Linked DNA regions of Danio rerio: region 1 is linked to region 2. Evidence: chromatin contacts called from public HiCAR-type data. All regions are on one chromosome and are shown on one strand. Each heading gives the region's core, a stretch centred on a gene start, on an enhancer-like site or on the middle of the called end of the contact. The rest is flanking DNA. Distances are from core to core; before and after follow the strand shown. Region 1 holds the start of LOC560947. Region 2 holds the start of xrcc2 (X-ray repair complementing defective repair in Chinese hamster cells 2).

What was found. HiCAR-type assays count read pairs that join an accessible place to other places.
Region 1: a contact with region 2 is called in a HiCAR-type map of caudal fin, with 11 times the contacts expected there. The contact joins the promoter of LOC560947 here to the promoter of xrcc2 in region 2. A contact is called at or near these places in 7 of 18 Hi-C or Micro-C datasets (caudal fin, embryo, hematopoietic stem cells and 2 more) and 1 of 4 datasets of contacts at active chromatin or transcription factors (caudal fin).

The regions. Positions count from the first base shown.
Region 1 is chr24:7,760,033-7,766,814 of GRCz12tu, forward strand. It overlaps LOC560947, which reads left to right and starts at 3,041. Exons shown (of 10, transcript XM_073941487.1): 1 at 3,041-3,661; 2 at 4,484-4,751; 3 at 4,868-5,200; 4 at 5,317-5,430; 5 at 5,784-5,939; 6 at 6,298-6,519. The coding sequence starts at 4,566. kmt2ca (lysine (K)-specific methyltransferase 2Ca) reads left to right here. Exons shown (of 59, transcript XR_012399697.1): 59 at 1-1,135.
Region 2 is chr24:7,527,932-7,535,071 of GRCz12tu, forward strand. It overlaps xrcc2 (X-ray repair complementing defective repair in Chinese hamster cells 2), which reads left to right and starts at 4,960. Exons shown (of 3, transcript NM_001386478.1): 1 at 4,960-5,096. The coding sequence starts at 5,022. It overlaps actr3b (actin related protein 3B), which reads right to left and starts at 4,834. Exons shown (of 9, transcript NM_001089556.1): 1 at 4,778-4,834; 2 at 2,909-2,964. The coding sequence starts at 4,824.

The sequences.
Region 1 (6,782 bases), core at 1,791-4,290, 230 kb after region 2:
TAAGAGACGGCTTTTGTATTTATTAAGGATCGAAGCTATTTTTAAAGATGCGGAAGAGCAGAGTCGAGCTGCTGGGAAAGCCTGCCGATTGGACAGAACATGTTACTTTATACGATGTGTAAATATCCGTCTATAATGAAACGTTTTTAAATACTCGACCAAATGTTACCTTAACTTTATCATAGCTGTCTGAGTGACCTTTTGTTTGTTTTCAACAAAACGACAGAAAATAAAATAAAAAAACGATGAAAAAAAAAAGTCTATATATTTAAGAAGGATGTGGAGAAATCATTTTGAGAGTTTATGTATTGTATAAAGATGTACAGAATCTGTAAAAATGAAAGAATTCAGAGTATTTTTGTTGTATTTAGAATGTAGAATCAATATTGTCTAAAATGATCTGACCACTTGAAGAACTCTTTCCTTCGTTTTTTTTTTTTTTTGCATTTTTATATATATTTTCGCAATCGAGAACGAGCACCAATCATGCCGAGGCGATTAATCTCTTAACTCTGTTCATCAGATTAGTGTGCACTGTGAATTTCCACCCATAATGCGTTTAATAATGCTCTACTTAACTCTCTGCAGCCTAGATGAAGTTCCATGCCTTTCACGTTCAGAAAACTCCATGCTTCATAAAATGTAACGTACGCTTCTTTCTTGTTTACATTTAACCGATGAGAGAGGGTTTATTTTTAGTTTGTGGAAAACGTCAGAATCTCAATATGATGTCACAAACTCCAATTAGCTGAATAATTCAAACCTGGTGGTAGCACTTTGCAGGCCGGTTTGAGATGAAGTTTTTTCACGCGGACTGCAGTTGTTGGTATTCTTCCGCGGTCCTGAGCTTGTAATATACATGGCATGATGTATTTTTTCAATTTTTCGGATAAATCAATTGTACATAGTTTCTCAATGACTGGATGTAATTAAATTTTGTTCTTGGATATTTGCTTTTCTCCCCCTTCTTGTACAATATCCAGACATTTAACAGTATTTGTCTTTTTCTTTGTCCTGTATAGTAGTATCCGATGTTTAAAACAGAGCTTTTTTTTGGAAGTATACAACGTGTGGGTTTTGGAGTTTGTGGAATCAAGATTTAGAAACATTTACAAAAATAAAATATTTTACATCATGTTGCTTTTCTGTGTTCATTATGGTGGGGGAGGGGGGGGGGTCATCATGTTCATTTTAATTATGACATTTTATAATACGATATTGGAAAAATATAACATTGCAATATTTTGCTTTGCTGTGATATACACTACAGTTAGGTTCATAAATATTTGGAAATAAACATAATTCTAATTTTTTTGGGCTCTATACACCAACACAATGGATTTGAAATTAAACGAACAAGATGTGCTTTAACTACAGACTGTCAGCTTTAATTTGAGGGTATTTACATCCAAATCAGGTGAACGCTGTAGGAATTACAATGGTTTACATATGTGCTCCCACTTGTTAAGGGGAGGCACATATGTAAATATATGCCAAGTTCACCTTTCTTTCCCATTCTGATGATCGGTTTTAACTGCAGCAGATCGTCTTGTCCTTGTCTACATGCCTAAGTGCATTAAGTTGCTGCCATGTGATTGGCTTTTTAGTCGACTACAAACAAAATCTCAGTTATAAAATGGACAGTTCATGTCGTTGAGTCTGAGTTTGTCCTTGATTCTGCAGCTTTTGCTTTGGTAAATATTCTGCTCTCAGTATTGCGCCAAAGAAACCTTTATTTGTTTCATTTCTTGTGTTTTATTTGTGTGAAACCTTGCTGCTGTTAAGAAATAAGCATGAAGCTGTGGTTTATAGTGAGTTTATAATGGTACAGTACATCACTCCACATAAATCCCCCTTTTAAATTCACTGAACCGTTGCTTCTTTTGGCTCTCTGCTTTATTTTTGTTGTTTCTAAATCCTCACTTTAAGCCCAAAGTCATTTTATTTTGAATTTAATTCTAATTTAGTTTTTTTTTTTTTTTTTTTTTAAATAAATAAATAACTTAAAAGCTTTTTGGAGCTCTCTCTCTCTCTCTCCCCTCTCTCTCTCTCTCTCTCTCTCTCTCTCCCCTCTCTCTCTCTCTCTCTCTCTCTCTCTCTCTCTCTCCCTCTCTCGCTGGCTCTTTTGGTCAGATCAAATGATTTATAAAATGAAACGGATCAAATAAACAGTTCCTCAAGTTAGTACTGATATCAGATGCTTACCAAGCTGCAATTACTGCATGTCTGTGGGGTATTTTACAACAGCCTAGAACACCGCTCAGCCAATCAGAATCAAGGACTGGAGCAATTTGATTTATTATTATCCAGGGTTTTCCTGGTGTGGTATTCTGAGCATGACGTTTTGACTGCTTGATATAAATACATTTTGCATTATTGAAATCTTATTAAGCAAAACATTATCTTATTTACAAAAAGAAACTAAGAAGCTAACATTAAATGTGTTATTTATTACATAACCAGTGCTTGAGCAACACTTGGGGTCTGTCTGCCTTATTTTTGTCAAAAACATGAAACAAAATGATAATATGTGGCCACTATGTAGGAACATTTTAATTAACTATAGTAAATGTTACAGTGCTGCTCTGTTCCAGAAATTCCCTTTCTTTAACACCTTTATATACAACATGAATACACAATTGATGAATGAATGAATGAATGAATAAATTGAATGAATGAATGAATGAATGAATGAATGAATGAATGAATGAATGAATGAATGAATGAAATATCAAAAAAGTGAAAAACACACACACACACATACACACACACACACACACACAAACACTGGAGTCTCAGATTGGCCACCTGCATGATAAATGTGGGCATTGCATTAATTGTATGTAGGCTACTGTTCTAGAGTCAGCAGGTAAAACATGTGCCAGGGTTGTGTATCATTCACCGTGGTGACCCCTGATGAAGAGCTGGATATGCAGAGAGGTGAGTAAGTTGGACTACAATTGAATTACTTCACTAAAATAATTCACTGTTTGCAAGCATTGAAAACTCCACCTGCTGGCGACACCTGCTGGCCAAAACTGTGTACATGCGACCAAAGCTCAAACTCAAACGTGCATATTAAGCTCTTACAAACGGTTTATTGAAGATATTCTCTTAAATGCAATTAACTATAGAATAACCGTCACATCACGGAATAAAAGAGGTTACTGGCGGCAATAAAGAATTACACTAATAAAAAATAGTGAGTAGAGCAACAGAATGCATGTCTTCTATTCAATTTCACAACTTATGTACCTCTAAACTATTAATATTGTAATTATTAGTTGTAGTATTTTATTGTATTGTTTTTTCTTAAAATATGGTATTAGCTTTAGATGTTTTAGCAGTAAATGTTCTGTAAATGTTTTGCAATGTTTTTGTTTTTAAATTTTTTAAAGAAAAAAATACGCACAACATGTTTTAAAATGAATATAAATTTATTTGAATGTACTTCATGCTATACAAATATTACAAGAAATGGGAAATGCATCAATATAAACTCATTTAAAAGCATATATTGTGTTAATGACCACTTCAGCTATAACTACACATACTGTAGTGATGTAATAGATTCCCCCGCGCCGTCGTCATGGTTATTTCGGAACGTTCAGATATATTGGAGTGTTCTACTTTTTACATCATACCGAGTTGTCGAATGATCGTAAGTACATTTTACTCTGTGCTCTTTAACTTTTTTATGTTAATAAATCTGTTTTTTCTGTTAAAAATGTTTAATATTTCAGAAAACATGCTGTTTTTAGCTCAAATATTGTATCATAGCCGCTTTTCCGCTGTCCGGTTTTGGTTAAAGGTGTCTGGCAGACCAAAAACCCTGGCGGTGACCGGAGGTATAGGTCTTTACAGGCCGGGCAGTTGAAAAGCAGCTATTGATTTAAACTAACGTTACACGCAGTGAAATACACATTCACAATGCTATACAGTGGGTGTTTTAAGCGGGGATGAAAGCAACATTTGAATGTAAAAACCTAATTAACAAAACTAAATGTTTGTTGTGGTAACTAACTCTGTCCAGACCAGCTGTTAATTTGTATCAATGTAGAACAACTTCAATACTGTAACTTCACGTCAAACAAAAGTTGCAGATTGTTACTGGGTGGGTCAGAAGTAACACAATATTTGCTGGATTTACTGGCTTAATCTTGTTTATTTGAAATATATTTGACTATGATCTTGGTAATGTTAAAAAAAAGAACTGATATGAATTCTGCTCTTAAAAGCTGAAATTCAGACCTAACCGCAGGACACAGTCCTAAAATCAGTTGATATTTGGCAGCTCCATCAAGGCTTGTGCTGTTATAGCCTGGAAAGCAAATGTTGTCAGGGTTTTCCCATGTTACTTTCATCCTTGCTCTCCCCTAATGCTGTAATTTTCATGATTACTGTGTGTTTTGGTTATTTTAAGAGAATACAAACTGTTCAGAAGCTTTTTATTATTTACTAATCTCATTTCTTTGTTTCACAGTGCTTTACTGTGTGTTTGCCATCGTCATCAGTGTCTATCGATCTTCTACTTCTTCTGTTTCGTCATTGCGTTTGTCACCAGCATGTCGACCATTGATTTCAACCATCTTTCCAACCTGATTCCTGCCTCTCTGTCACCTGAGAGCGCAGAAGAGCTCGCCACGGCCCTCTCCACCGGCCGCTGGTGGGCTATCATGGAGGTGTTACACCCCATCGATGAGGAGCGTCAGTTTGACTTCACTTCAGATCACCAGAGTCAAACTGTGGAGGTAACTTACAAAAAATGAAATATTAATAAAACGAAAAAGCAAAATCAAGTTAACCTGAGTCAAATTAACTCATAATATATTAAACTGACTTAAGATTATGTCTGATTCTTCAACAGGACGAGTTTTCTGCGTCTGGTCCAGCAGAGACAGCAGATGCGTCCTCCGTCACTGAGGCCTCAGGTGAGCTCGCCACTGCCCTCGCTGCAGGGGCCATCATGGTGGCTGAGCGCCCTGTTGAGGAGCCTCAGGTTGACATCTCCTCAGTGCCGTTTTTGGAGGCACCAGAAACATCACCAGGAGCTTCTGTGCCTGAGAACAGGGAACCCACCACATCCCCAGTCCTCAAGAGCCAGCCTGGAGCTCCTGTGTATGCCGAGTCTGACACCCCGGGCTACGGAAATCAAATCCCCACGCCTGCTGAGCCAGCTTTGGGCCCACCTGTGTGTCCTGTAAGTCACTACTGCCTCTCGCTTTCACTTATCTTCAGAATATTAATTAAAGGAAGCTTTAAACTGGGCTATTAAGTTCTGAGTATTTAATTAATCTGTTTGTTTTTTTTCGATAGGGCAACGGATACATGTTTCAGATGGTTTCAGCAGAGCCTAAAGATTATAAAAGACTTCGAAGAGTTTCGAGGTGTCGCCGGTCTCCGACTCTGCAGCAGATAAGAGAGGCATGGGTGAGTTCCTGCTTCCTTTTAGTTATACTCAGTGTTACTGGGTGGAGATTTTAGTCTATACAGTAGTGAACATTTGAAAATTGAGATTGGGAGATGTTCAATAGTTTTAAAACAACCAGTGTTGACCACCCCACACCGAGTATACTATTATCTGCAGCCATCATTTAAAAGCTCACAGATCAACACATGATTTATCTAGAACCTGCTTCATTCATAGACTCCACATATAGAAGTTTAAATTGTCAGATCTTCAGGTTGTCTGTAAATCTGTTCAGAGTAACATGATTTTGTCTTTGTCTCCAACAGCTTAAAGAATAATTATATTATATAATTATATTTAAATGCCTCTTCAGAAGCAGCAGCATGTGGAGGTTGTGGCCAGTAGGGGACAAAATCGAATCCCTGAACCACAACCTGAAAGACCTCAGCTGACAGATGTGAACGAAATAATCCGTGAGCTTCTGTCTGGTCTTGAGCCTGCTCTTCCTCCCAAAGCAATGAGAGAACCGGTTAGTTCCTGCTTTCTGTTTTACCCAGTCTTAGAATTAAAAATTAGTGTTGGAAAAAGCCCTAAATGTGTTACTTGGTTACTTTTAAAAGCAAGTCATGTGACAAATGAGTTATATTTGCATTATATTATATTATTGCGTTGATATTACTGGCCTGTGCAAAAAAAGGTTTCCAAATGTTTATATGGAGTTTTATGGAGTAAATCAACAAATCACAGTGTGTGTGTCTGAATACACTCACTTAGGGTTTTGGTAGATTCAGTGTTAAATCATAGACTTCACAGTAGCAATTTGAGTTGACAGATCTTCAGCTTGTCTGTAAATCTGTTGAGTAACATGATTTTGTCTTTGTCTCCAGCAGGATGAAGCATTTGTCAATCAGATGCCTCATCAGAACCTGCAGCATGTGGAGGTTGTGGCCAGTAGGGGACAAAATCAGATCCCTGAACCACAACCTGAGCAGCAGCAACAGAATGAACCTGAGAGACCCCAGCAGAGAGACTTAGTAGTGAACCGAAGAGTCCGTGGGGTTCTGCGTGGTCTTCAGTCTGCTCGTCCTCTCAGAAGAATGAGAGAACAGGTTAGTCAGTCTTAGAATTAAAAAAAGAGTCTACACTGAATGTACTTTTCCAGGATTGTTTCCCAAAAAAATCAAGCATCAATCTGCTTATCAGTGCTGGAAAAAAGTAAATAAATGTGTTGCTTAGTTACTTTTTAAAGTAGGTGATGTAAAAAATATGTTATATCTGCATTTTTTTAGATTAAGATGGTCATATATGACTTTTTTACCCAACACTAATGCTTTTAAATATGCTCAAATGTTCTCTTTAACTCTTGTGTATT
Region 2 (7,140 bases), core at 3,710-6,209:
CTGCATTTAACAACTTAAAGGGATAATTCACACCAAAAATAAAAATTCTGTTATCATTTATAGGGGGTACGGAAAGTATTCAGACCCCCTTACATTTTTCACTCTTTGTTTTATTGCAACCATTTGCTATAATAATTTTTTAAGTTCATTTTTCCTTCATTAATGTACACAGAGCACCCCAATTTAAAATAAAAACAGTGATACTCACATATTTAACTCAGTTGCTGTCCATTTCTTCTGGTCATCCTTGAGATGGTTCTGCTCCTTCATTTGAGTCCAGCTGAGCTTGATTATACTGATTGGACTTGATTAGGAATGCCACTCGCCTGTCTATATAAGAGCTTACAGCTCACAATGCATGTCAGAGCAAATGAGAATCGTGAGGTCAAAGGAACTGCCTGAAGAGCTCAGAGACAGAATTGTGGCAAGGCACAGATCTGGCCAAGGTTACAGAAACATTTCTGCTGCACTTCCTAGGAGCACCGTGGCCGTAATCCTTAAATACAAGACGTTTGGTACGAACAGAATCCTTCCTATAGCTAGCCGTCTGAGCTACCAGGGAAGAGCCTTGGTGAGAGAGGTACAGAAAAACCCAAAGATCACTGTGGGTGAGCTCCAGACATGCAGTCTGGAGATGGAAGAAAGTTGTAGAAACTCTACCACCACTGCAGCCCTCCACCAGTCACAGGTTTATGGCAGAGTGGCCCAACGTAAACCTCTCTTCAGTGCAAGACACATGAAAGCCCACCTGAAGGACTCCAGGATGGTGAGAAATAAGATTCTCTGGTCTGATGAGACCAAGATAGAACTTTTTGGCCTTAATTCTAAGAGGTATGCGTGGGGAAAACCAGGCACTGCACATCACCTGTCCAATACACTCCCAACAGTGAAGCACTGTGGTGGCAGCATCATGCTGTGGGAGTGTTTTTCAGCTGCAGGGACAGGACGACTTGTTGCAATCAAGGGAAAGATGAATATATCCTGGACGAAAACATTCTCTAGAGTCCTCAGGACCTCAGACTGGGCCAAAGGTTTACCTTCCAGCAAGAAAATGACCCTAAGCACACAGCTAAAAAAGCAAAGCAGACGCTTCACAACAACTCTGTGACTGTTCTTGAATGGCCCAGCCAGAGCCCTGACTTTAACCCAATTGAGCATCTCTGAAGAGACCTAAAAATGGCTGTCCACCAACATTTACCATCCAACCTGGCAGAACTGGAGAAGATTTGCCAGGAGAAATGGCAAACGATGGCCAAATCCATGTGTGAAAAACTTGTTGCTTCTTTCCCAAAAAGATTCATGGCTGTATTAGATCAGAAGGGTGCTTCTACTAAATACTGAGCGAAGGGTCTGAATACTTAGGACCAGGGGTTCGTTCTTCGTACGTGGATTACTCAGTTAGCTGGATTTGGTTATTGACGATTTGACATGATCCAGGATCAATTCTAATCAAAACTGATCGGAGAGTTGTTTTCATAGCAACAGTTCTGCTAGCTCAAACCTGGTAGGAAGCAGGTTTAATTCATATAAACATAATTAGATCGGCTCAGTTCAAGCAAAGATAATACAGAAAGTATGTACCGAATTCTGATATTTTTTTAACAGTAGTAGTAATATACACTTGGGAAAATACAATTTTTTTAAAAACTATATAAAGTTATAGTTATTAATAAAATAAATAAAGTTATCTGTTAATGAAAAACCTTTTGCCACGCCCCTACCGGAAAAAAACCTGACCAATGAAAAACCTTTTACTCCGCCCCCACCTTTTGCCACGCCCATTGCTCCAGACTGCAGTTACCCATACTAGAAAACGTATGCAATCTGCAACCCTGAAATGAAAGTACAAAGACTGCCACCTGGTGGTGCAAAGAAAAAAACTTATTGATATGAACTTTTTAGATCACTTTAGTACAATTTGTGTATGATAGTAGAAATGCACAATATGTGACTTTTTAAAAGCAATAATACATTTATGCAGTCATAAACATGTTTTGACAGTTAATATGACGGTGATTTGATGCTTCATAACAGTTGCAGAAGCCTTCACCAATATCAAAATGCTTTTGTAAACATCCAGTTATTCTTTACACTGATAAAAAACAAAACGGCTACAATAATACTACTATGGGTACTATAATACGGAAAATCCACTCTAACTGTAAAACTGAATAAACTGCTCTTGACACATGAAAGGGCCAATCATGCAGCCCACAACAAGGTGTAAAGTTATTGCGTGTAATATTTAACAAACCGTTTTCAATGAATTTTATGTAATTTAGCTCACATGGATAATTGAATATTAATCAGATGATGTCATTACGCTGCTGTGCCGTCAGCCAATCGTTGCATTGCTGATCATGATTTCGAGGATCGATAGATCAGTCCTTCACAACACACGCATTGATCTCAGATCAGTTCATCCAGACATTTTAATCTGATTCACAAACCTGTTTGAAGAACCAAATTAGCCAGAGATCAGTTATCAAGATTAAAAGATCCAGGATCTGCCAAATCATCTTAGATTATTTAAGCGAGCTACGAAGAACAGACCCCAGCTGATATTTCAGTTTTTGTTTTTAATAAATCTAAATAAACATAAACAATTCTATGTTTTTCTGTCAATATGAGGTGCTGTGTGTACATTAATGAGGAACAAATGCAAATGGCTGCAGTATAACAAAGATTGAAAAATGTAAGGGGGTCTGAATACTTTCTGTGATATTGTGAAGAACACAGAAAACCTGTAATCACTGACTTCCAACGGATTGTTTGTTTTTTTTACTATGGAAGTCAATAGTTCTTTTGTGAAACTCTTAAAGGTTTGGAACTACCTAGGACTGAGTAAATAATAAGTGCATTTTAATTGTGTTGGTGCACTATTCCTTTAAAATAGCAGGCAGCTTACAAGTTGGCATGATGAACTGGGGCTCTGTGTTTCCAGCATAACCAATCTTGGTGTACCTGATGAAGAAGAACAGTATATAATCATCATCATGAATCAGATGAATGAACCAGATTGAGTGTGGTAAAGTCTTTTAGTTTTGTCATTTTCAATCAGTATTTCCAGCGAGTACATCATCTGTCTATTAATCAAATAAGAGCTGTGGTAGTTTATTATTTAGCTTTAACGCACCTGATTAATATCTCGAAGTGGCAGCCAAGTAAACAAGACCGAAATATTTCAGATGAAAACATAAATCATGCAGAAAAGCATATCATGCATATTTCTTTGCTTCCTATAGAAGCCAAGCTTATAAGAGCCTCTTTATTTATCATATGAAAATACTAGATGCATTATCAAGACAGCTGTGTCTGCATTAGTTGTTTTGGTAAAGCTTTTGAATTAGGGTCCATTAGTTAATGCATTTGAACTTTGTACAAACAAATGATCTTGAATAGCATCTATTAATCATAGTTCAATCATAGTTAATGTATTATCAAAATCCAAAGTTGTGCTTGATTACATTAGTTAATGCACTGCGAGTTAATGAACTAATGAACTTTATTTTAATTAGGTTAATAAAGATGAATAAATACTGTAATAAATTGTTTGTGTTAGAAATAATAGACACTCATTTTAAAAATATTTAAAAAATTTTATGTTTTACAGGACTGAAGTTATCACTAGACATTAAAAAATATTAATAACTGAAGTACTAATCATAGTTTAACAGTATCAATTAAAGGTGTGGAATATTTTTGAATTGGTCAATTTTTCTGAAAGAAGTCCCTTATGTTCAACCAGACTGCATTTATTTTCCTTCATTCATTCATTTTCCTTCAGCTTTGTCTCTACTTCAGAAGTCGTCACAGTGGAATGAACCACCAACTATTCCACCATATGTTTAACACAGTGGATGCTCTTTCAGCTGCAACTTGGTATTGGGAAACACATACACACTCTTATTCTCACACATACACACACACACACACACACACACACACACACACACACACTTTTACTATAACCAATTTCTGTTTACCCAATTCATCTATAGCGCATGTCTTTGGACTGTGGGGGAAACTGGAGCACCCGAAGGAAACCCACGCAAACACGAGGAGAACATGCAAACTTCACACGGAAATGCCACCTAGCCCAGCTGCGACTCGAACCAGCGACCATCTTACTGTGAGGCGACAGTGCTAACCACTGAACCACCGTGCCACCCTCTGACATATTTTGTTTTAGTTTTTGTTTCCATATTTTATTCAACATTAGCTAATGTTAATGTATTTACTACCACACACTAATTATGAATAACTCTTATAGCTTTAATGAATTATAGTTCAACATGTACTAATGCATTGTTAAAATCAAAATGCATGCTTGTTAGGTAACTAATAACTTGTTTGTTAAAACGAACTAACAATGGAAAACTATATTTCCATTAATGTTAACAAGGATAAATAAATCATTATTATAATTAATATATCATAATTAATAATAAATGAATACTTAATAATGCTACTTGTTCGTTGTAGTAAATGCATTGCACTACATTAAATAATACAACCGTATTGTAATGTGTTATCCATGTTTTATAAAATAGCCCACAATACCAATGTTTTAACTCCAATTAAAAAACTTAAGAGTGCAGTATTTACTATTAATTGTGTAGTGACGTATATCAAACATATAATATTGATACAGAGGCACATATATAGTCAAAAAATATTATTTAGTCAGCAACAACAAAGAGACACAATATTTTTTTAAAGCCTTGCTATATCCACCAGGCATATAAACACATTCGGTGACTGTAAACAAACTCACCCTGTCCCGCAGTCAATCACGCATGGAGGGGGCCGAGCTGCTGCCATCACCAGCACTAACGTAACATTCAAGCACACAAACACAACAGCATGTCACAACAAAAACGACGTCACACAAACCATGTGTCGTTAACAGGCTTGTCAGGTATACCTTTAAAACGGTGTAAATTATCCCACGATAATGCTTTGCAGAGTTATTTTTCGCGAGTGCTTCCCGAGTCAAAGGGAAGGCAAAAAATAGAAACATGCTGGATCCACTCGCGCTGCCTCATCATGGTCCACAAGGTCTGCCTGTCAGCGAAAATACGAACCCTACTATGGTAAAGGAGAGCTTATTAATATTCATCATGAGCCAAGCCTCCGCCAGCACAAATGTAAAACGTTCGCTAACTGGAAGACTACTGAGTAACGTAAACACGGCGTAATTAATATTCATAACCATAACTTTCGCCGTAGTAGGCTCCGTAATTTCATGAGCTAGCAAACTGCCTGAACAGAGCGAATGGCGCATTATGATTTGTTTACTTGCCTCTTGTTTACAGTGAGATGAACGTATATGGGGGTTCGGGTGGTTTGGAAGACCACCACTCACTGATAAAGGTCCAGAATTGCTTCATTCATGAGCTCATTTGTCCTATTTTGACTTTTATGCCATGATAAATATTGAAAATAACCCATTCAAAAAAGGGTTTAATACCAAGCGGAATTGGCTGCCGCTTCGGTTTGACTTAGCTAATCAGTTTCAGCCAATAAACAAATGTTTTCACTTTACAATCTGGCGTCAGAGAAGTCTTCTTTCGCTATGTTTTTAAACAGAGAAAACATTTTACAAGTAACTTTTTTCTAAATCTTGGAAACAAATAAAAAAATGAGCAATAAAAAGTAAAGCGGCTCATATTGAAAATGATTTGAATACTATTTCGGCCATTGTTGTTATCCATCATTTTCAAATGTAGGCTGTACGTTCTTTACAGGAGAGGCTAGAAAAATTGTGAAGCTCTACATTATTATTATGTTAATAATATATTAAATATTTAATTATTTTGCTTTTCAAATGGACTGAGGAAAGTTGAATGTGCTGGCCAGTTGTTGTTGTTATTGCTATTTGCCTAATAAATGACAATAGACTACAGTTTTTATTTAAGTTTTTAACAGATTCCAATTTTTTTCTAATGATGTATGATGTAAATAATATGTATTTAAAAATAAGTATTAGTTTACATTTCTTTAATGTAAATCTTTGGGAAATATTTTTGACATATCAAAAAAGTGTGGTTATGATGACCATCTGACAAGCTAATTCAGCTAAAATATTGCTTAAAATGTTACTAAATGCAGTATTTAAATCTCATAATTTTATAAAATTTCCCAGAGATGGTTTGCAGCTGGAAGGGCATCTGCTGCGTAACGCATATGCTGGATAAGTTGGCGGTTCATTCCGCTGTGGCAACCCCAGATTAAGAAAGGGACCAAGCCACTTTTTTAAAAAAAGGACCATCCCTTTCACCAGGCTAGCTATGGGCCTGCTTGGTATATAAATTTAATCATTTATCAAGGAACAGTAGATATTTCTTTACATTTTATTATTTTATTTTATTTTATTTTATTTTATTTTATTTTATTTTATGGAACAACCTGGTGGCGCAGTGGGAAACATAATCGCCTCACAGCAAGAAGGTCACTGGTTCAAGCCTCGGCTGTGTCAGTTGGCATTTCTGTGTGGAGTTTGTATGTTCTCCCTTTAAAATTATATATTTGTGCATATATATTAGATTAGTCAGCATCAAAGACAAAACTGGAACTAAACTAACAAAAAATAGAAATTAAGATCACAGCCCAAAACTTTGTACAACCAAAATAATGGGGAAAACATATTAAATACTGTTTTATTAAAAATGATAAATATAGAACACATAAAACAAATTAAATTGTATTATTGTAATTGTGTAGTTTGTAAAAAAAATTGCAATAATTAATTTGAATAATGTACTGTATGATATTTGTCTTCCTAAATACGTTAGGTGACCAAACTCTTATTTTAATGGATGTAACTGTTTAATTATAAAAACCTAAATTATTAAACAAATTAGTGACTATATTCACTTGAAAAAAAAAAATGGCTAAAAATACAAAATTTTAAAAGGGGGTGTACTCATTTGTACTGAGCCCAGAATAAACATTTCTGAAGGCTAACGTTAAACTCTAGGTGGCAGTCGATCCTAATTTTACATTATGAGATGCATGTTTAAAGTCATACTGTGTATTATTTTACTCACTTTATACTAACTTTGACATATTGATCTGTTGTTCTCTTTGTAATGTATATATATATATATCGCATTGTTTACTAGCTTTTATTATTAG